2 separate regions of the Acanthopagrus latus genome follow, and region 1 is linked to region 2. A link is a contact called in public Hi-C data. All regions are on one chromosome and are shown on one strand. Each heading gives the region's core, a stretch centred on a gene start, on an enhancer-like site or on the middle of the called end of the contact. The rest is flanking DNA. Distances are from core to core; before and after follow the strand shown. Region 1 holds the start of LOC119012803 (complement C1q tumor necrosis factor-related protein 3-like). Region 2 holds the start of LOC119012788 (photoreceptor outer segment membrane glycoprotein 2-like).

The links. A called contact is a pair of places that touch in the nucleus more often than the background predicts.
Region 1: a contact with region 2 is called in a Hi-C map of muscle, with 2.8 times the contacts expected there. The contact joins the promoter of LOC119012803 here to the promoter of LOC119012788 in region 2. A contact is called at or near these places in 2 of 4 Hi-C or Micro-C datasets (both in muscle).

The regions. Positions count from the first base shown.
Region 1 is chr22:25,869,586-25,872,885 of fAcaLat1.1, forward strand. LOC119012803 (complement C1q tumor necrosis factor-related protein 3-like) reads right to left here and starts at 1,527. Exons shown (of 3, transcript XM_037086961.1): 1 at 1,272-1,527; 2 at 446-583; 3 at 1-294. The coding sequence starts at 1,458. The coding sequence ends at 23.
Region 2 is chr22:25,696,444-25,699,803 of fAcaLat1.1, forward strand. LOC119012788 (photoreceptor outer segment membrane glycoprotein 2-like) reads left to right here and starts at 1,359. Exons shown (of 6, transcript XM_037086939.1): 1 at 1,359-1,497; 2 at 1,870-1,994; 3 at 2,432-2,975. cdc42bpb (serine/threonine-protein kinase MRCK beta) reads right to left here and starts at 1,374. Exons shown (of 39, transcript XM_037086809.1): 1 at 669-1,374. The coding sequence starts at 837.

The DNA.
Region 1 (3,300 bases), core at 277-2,776, 170 kb after region 2:
ATGGTGGCAGAAGGTTTCTCGCCTACACTGGAGAGACGAGGAAGCCAGTGAAGGTGCTGAGCCGACTCTGATCAAAGATGCTCTGCCCAGACCAGAGGGTGACAGAGAGCCGGTCTCCCTCCTCCAGAACCAGTGCCATGCCGTTGGACCCGCTGCCATGAGTGTTCCGAGTGTCAAAGATGGCGAACATGTTCTGTCCGTTCTTCATCAGTGCTGCATTCAGCGACCCCGATTCTCCAACACAGCCAGTGAACCGGATGTAGTAGAGTCCCTTCACTGGCGCTGTGAAGAGGCCTGCAGCAGAGAACAGGGGAAACAGAGCGAGAGGACCTGACGATGACATCATGGTTCTGATTCTGTTGCTCCATCAAACAACATGAAGTAACAGACGGAGCAGGAAGGTCAGGTTCACATCAAAACATAAGAGTGAACAGGTGAGTCGTACCTGTCTCGGGGTTGTATGCATTGCCAATGTTTGTCGTCACCTTCCTGAACACCAGCGTGGTGTCGGTGTTGAAAGGCCCATGATGGGTCCACTGCTCGTTGGTGAAGAGGGCGGCAGAAAACGCCACCTGAGATTTACCTGCAGGAACACAGACACAATGTTTACAGCCATAGAAAGTACTGCAGACACGCACATGTTGGACCACTGACCCTCAGCTGACCCAAAAGATCCGGGTTTACTGTGTGGTGGTTACTTAATGAAAGAGTGGGTCTCCTTTATTACCTGAACTATACCTGTTCACTGAACTTTACCTGAGCACTGAAATGTCTGATAATCAGAGAGAAACCTTGAGGAAGTCGAACACTTTCAAGAGCTCTTGTACCAACATGTCCTTGTAGAACCCAGTAGGAGGAGGAGATCTCAAGGTAGACCCAGAACCCAGTAGGGGGAAGAGCCCCCGGGGCAGACCCAGAACCCAGTAGGAGGAGGAGATCTCAGGAGGAGCTGGAAGAGGTTGCAGGGGAGAAGGAAGTCTAGAGTTCCCTGCTTGCTAGTAACAGAAGAAAGTGTCTGAAAGAACGGACGGATAATCAGAAGGACGGATTTTAATTTATAGCCAGTTATCACAAACAAACCGGATGTTATCCTGTCAGAGGGGTTCTGGTTTGTTTCTGTGGTACCAGTCTACATACAATGACCCAGTGTTGGCTGGTCTACCTGTTTTGGACCAGGTCTCTATCAGGACAAACTTCCCCTTCCTTCTGGGGCTGCTGGACAATAAAATATGAGAACATTACAATACTGGTCTTGGCTCTGGAGGACTGACCTCTGTTCTCACGCTCTCGCTCCAGTTCCTCCACTCGGGCCGTGAGCTGCTTCAGCAGAACTCTCACATCTTCTTCTGTCGTTTTCTCAGGATTTAGAAACTCATCGTCTATCACAGTCAAATTTGAAGTCACATCCCGGACCGCTCCACATACCATCAACATAAACACGACCCAGCTGGACATCATCTCAGACAGACTGCTGACAGGACAGGAGACACTGTGGACTGAACACTGAGACGCGCTGGCTGTTATAAAGTTGTTTGAACAATGAAGTCAGCTGGACTTTAAACCCGACAAACAGTTTGTTTAAACTTTGTTCATGTTTATCTGCTGAAGCTAAAAACAAACTGGAGTTCATTGAAGAGTTCACCAACAAGGACACTCGGGTCGACTGACAGAACACCAGCTGAAGGGATTTAGTGTCCTGACAGTCTCTGAACACCAACAGCACTTTTATTATTCAGTAATCCATCAGATGTTAATCTGAGCTGCAGCATTAATCTGCAGAATCTCGCTCTGTCAGGTCCACGTTGGAGGCTGACTAGTCTGTTCTGATCGGGTCCATCAGAAGGTTTTAAACCTGCAGAATATCAGATGTTCTGTTGATGTAAGCTGGAAACTGTGATTCTGTTGTTGTGACCTCTACTTCCTGTCTGTCTGTCCTGGAAGGATCCTCCTCTTTGATCAGCTTTATTACTTATCTATTGTTTTCGTGTTAAAAGGTTTTTTATGTTAAGCTTATCCTCTCTCGTCTCTGAGGTTCTCAGGTTCTGAGGACAGAGGATGTGGTTCACTGTAAAGCCTGTTGAGTGATGTGTTTGTGATTTTGAGGTTTATAAATAAAACTGATGTGATGTGACATCATCAGGTCACTCCATCAGTGTAACGATGTTTCTGGATGATTGCAGCTCAGCTGGTTTTAATCCTGTCAGACGTCGAGCGGATCGTCTCTGAATTAGAGTCCTGATTACTATCACTTCAGCTGCAGCCTCATGCTAACATGCTAACATGCTAAATGTAAAGCAGCGTTCAACTCTGATCTTCAGTCTTGATTCTTTATTAGTCACAGTTTCAAGTGTTCATACTTTATGCAGAGGTTCCTCACCTGGATCATATGACCACCTGGTACCAACAGCACCACCATGTGGTCACTTTTACCTATCAGATGTTGTGGTGTTAACTTTAATAATAATAGATAATAATAAAAACTGTATCTGAACAGTCTTTAAATTCTTCTGACATTTGGGGATATTTTTGGAAGAAACACTTTTATCTAATATCCACTGAACTTATTTAGCATCAGAGTTCAGGTGTCCCACGTCACCTCAACTCACCCTTTATCTGCCGTGTTCACCAGGAAACAGATTAAACTGCTTTAACAAACTAAACTTCAGATTGTCTCAGCTGTTGATCCACCCATTATTATGTAGTAATCAACATTAAGTGTTCCGTGATCTTCATGTTCTTCATGTTCTCGACAGGTCCTGCATTTAAATCTGACACTTCCAGGTGAAGGAGCTGAACATCCTTTTTATTTAACATTTAATGATTTAACACAAATTGAATTCATCATCTTCATATTTCAGATGAAATCTTCACTGACGGCAGAAACTCTGTTTCTGAGTGAACTGTCAGCGAGGGTGAGTGATAGCTGCAGCGTCCAATCAGGAGGTCCAAATGCTGCTGATGGGTGGGTCTTCAGTCTAGAGTGTGAACATCACAGTTCATCCTGCAGCTCCCTCGTGTGGACACACAGTGAACTGACATGTTGAGTACACACTTTAAATAATAATAATAAATCACTTTCTATCAAAACACTTTGTTCAATAACAAATCAGAGACTGAAGGAAATCAGACAGACTGTAGTTCACCTGATCCAGATCTGATGGATCCATTATTATGGGAACAGAAACATGAGGGTGAGTGTTGATCACCGTCTCACCTGAACTGACACATGATCCACAGAGGAGATCGGGACCCGGTCTGGTCTGAGCTGGTTCGTGAAGGTCCTTCAACTTGTTAGTGCTC
Region 2 (3,360 bases), core at 109-2,608:
CATCAGTCAGTGTGTCAGCCTCTGCACATCACTACATCCCTGATCAATATATTGATTTATCAGACTCTATCAGAACATCGGAGACTCAGATGGAAACCAGGCCAGACCAAACCAGGCCAGACCAAACCAGGCCACAGCTAAACAGGAACGGGCTGAACCAGGACAGCGGACCAGAGTGGCACAAAGTCCTGGAACATCCCAAACCAGCCTGGAAACTGTTCAAGGACACCTGGAGAAAAAAACCTTTTAAAATCCCTGACATGTAAACCCGGATGGTTTCCCTGACACGGACTCACATTGTCCCTCTGGATCCCCTCTGGACCCATTCAGAACTACATCCCAGAACCTTGAGCTCCTTAAATCTCCCGGGGGCTCCTGACCCTCCTTCAGGATCCAAGTTCTCATAAGGCCGCCTGAACCTTCTTGAAACTACTTCTAGGGATCTGTGAGCCTCCCTGTGGATCTGGATCTGTGTCAAGATCCGTCAAAAACCTCTGAACATATATGAATCTTCCAGGAGCCTCTCAAGGACCCCTGGACCTCCCTGGCTCTGGGGGGAGCCCCGGGCGAGACTGCCGGCTCACGGGACCTACTGTTCAGTGTTTTACGGTGTTTAGTGAATGAATCCCGGTCCAGGATCGGGACCAGGACCGGGTCTGGACTCTTACCCCACTCCAGGAAGTCAGTGACGTGCTTCTCCCTCTTGAGCGGGGAGTGGGAGCACTCCGTGTAGAAGCAGAGCAGGAGGTCCAGCAGCGCCTCCACACTCAGGCAGCCCGCCTCCTTCTGCTCCTGCAGCAGCTCCTCCAGCCGCTTCAGACGGACCTGAGCCGACATCGTGACCCGGGACAGACACCCACCGCTCCCGCTTACAAACCGACAGCGACCCCGCCACACAGTCCGAGTGAAACCCGCCGCCCAGGCTCCGTTTCCTGCCGAGTCCTGCCGAGCTCAGCCTGCTAACTGCGGCTAGCTCGTTAGCTCCGGGAAAACATTCCCGACATTTTGATCCGCTGAGTGTCGCTGAGAGTCGGTGTGTCTCCGCCGGTTACCGCCGCTCCGTCGTGTCGACAGCCGCTCAGCCTGCAGGCCCGCGTCTGTCCGGCCTCCACATCGGTTTTAATCCCGGTAAATCTGGACTTTCCTCTCAGAATTCGGGCTGTCGTCGGGCCGTCGCCTCTCTCAGCTTGTCCGCCGCAGCTCCATGTCCTCGGGCCGGTGTTCAGCTCGGGAACATGTCCGGGAGCTCCGGGCCGCGCGCGAGCACAACAATGACCGCGAACACCTCGAGGGAGCGGGCCGCGGGATTACCGGAGCTTTTTCGGTAGTTTGAGGCTGACTGCCGGTGTGGCTGGTCGGTGGGAATATGGCTGAATCCAGATCGGATCATCCAGAGCAAGCTGAAGACACCACACACACACTTCCTGTCAGCCACAGTTTCACAATAAAACGCCGTCTCAGCGCTCAGTGCCAGGGTGACATGAAATGGCTTAACTGGTACTATTCATTTAAATACTACAAGTAATACTACATATATTACAAGTAATACTACATATTTTACAAGTAATACTACATATACTACTAGTTATATCACTTATTTATCACTGATAGAATACTCAACTTCTATTTAAATGAGAAGAAGGAATAAGAATAAGAGTGTATTTGGTATTTAAACTACAGCATGTAGTCAAACATTAAGTTCAATTTCAATTCACATTTCAATGACAGAAACACACTGGATTCATAAACTAAGAATTCAACAGAATGTGAACGTATCCTTGCTTTTATTTTGAAGATAATATCCTGGCCCCGGAAGTTGGTACCTATCGCTCTGTGCTGACCTGACCTACCTGTCTGTCGCTCCCTCAGGAACACACAGGCCCCGCCTTCCTGCACCGGAAACGCTCTGGATACATGACGTCACGATGTGATTGACAGGAGCCGGGACGGACTGGTACCGCCCCCATCGCCCCCCTCCTTCCTCCCCGCGAGAGGTACACAGAGGGTCTGACATCATGGCTGTGACATCATCACACAGTGTGTGTAAATAAAGTCTTTGTTTACTGACGTGTTTGTTTGTTTGGTTGGTTGGTTGGTTGGTTGGTTGGTTGTTTACATGAGGAGACAGGTGAGACAGGTGAGGGGCTATCAGGTGAAACAGGTAACTTGTTTTCTGTGAAGTCAGGAGACAGAAGTTAAATAAACACATCAACGTGACACACACAGACTGTCTCATGTGAAACACTGATAGTGAGGTCAGATGTGATCAGTTATTGATCACTCAATAAGTGATCGATCAGTCATCACTCTGCAGCAGGTCGTCTCTCTGCTGACCTCTGCTGGTCGGAGACCTCAACTACAGTATAAAATGCAGAGGCTGTTGTGTTTGTTGTGTGTTGGTTGAGTGCTTGTTGTGTGTCTGTGTTGCCAGGTACCACCACATGTATCCTCCACAGCTCCTGAGAAACACCTGTTTGAGCTGTACCAATGTGACATCATCAGGAGAATTGACCAATCAGGAGAGAGCATGAGGAGGGCGGGTCAGCGCTCTGTGTGACTGACAGCTGACATCATCATGTGGTCTGATCGAAAACTCCAGAACAGGAAATGGACTCAACTATTTTCACTGGAGGCTCAGAGGATCTTCTTCCTCTGTGGTGCCTGAGGACTCCTGTCTGGGCTCACCTGTGCAGCCTCACCTGTACAGCCTCACCTGCTCTGCTTCTGAGGGACCAGGTGTGAGGTGTCCCCGTGTGTCCTGCTGATGGTCCAGCTGGTGGACGGGGGGTTGAGATCTCTCAGCTGATCTGCTCCCGTCCTGATTATCTGTAAGCAGATTAGCAGCGGAGGTTAACAGACGCCTCAGAACTCTTTTTCTCAGCAGGAATATTTCCTTCCTTTGTGTCGCTGCGGCAGGATGGCGTCTGGACGGAGGGACAAGCGGCGAGCAGCCAGACGCCCGAACAGCCAACCAGGTAAAGTTCAGTGTTTCTGTCCGCACAAGTCGACTGGTGTAATCTGACCGAGCGAACACCATCGAGGTCAGAACACGTCTGTGGAGCTGCAGCTGTGTTTGAATTGATAACTTTATAAACTCATTAACAGCAGACAGGAAACAGAAACATCTATGTGTGAAGTTTGTCTGTTGCTGGTTCCTGCAGTCAGTGACCAGTTCATCGACCGGTTCATCGACCGGTTCATCGACCGGTTCATCGATCAGTTCATTAGTTTCTGCCTTAACGACACAGCAGCAGCGTCTCAGAGACGGTCGTCTGATGCTCGTCTCCTCTGAGGCAGCTCACAAACAGATTATTTAACATGATTAATTAAAGCTGATCAGACTCTGATCAATCGTATCTG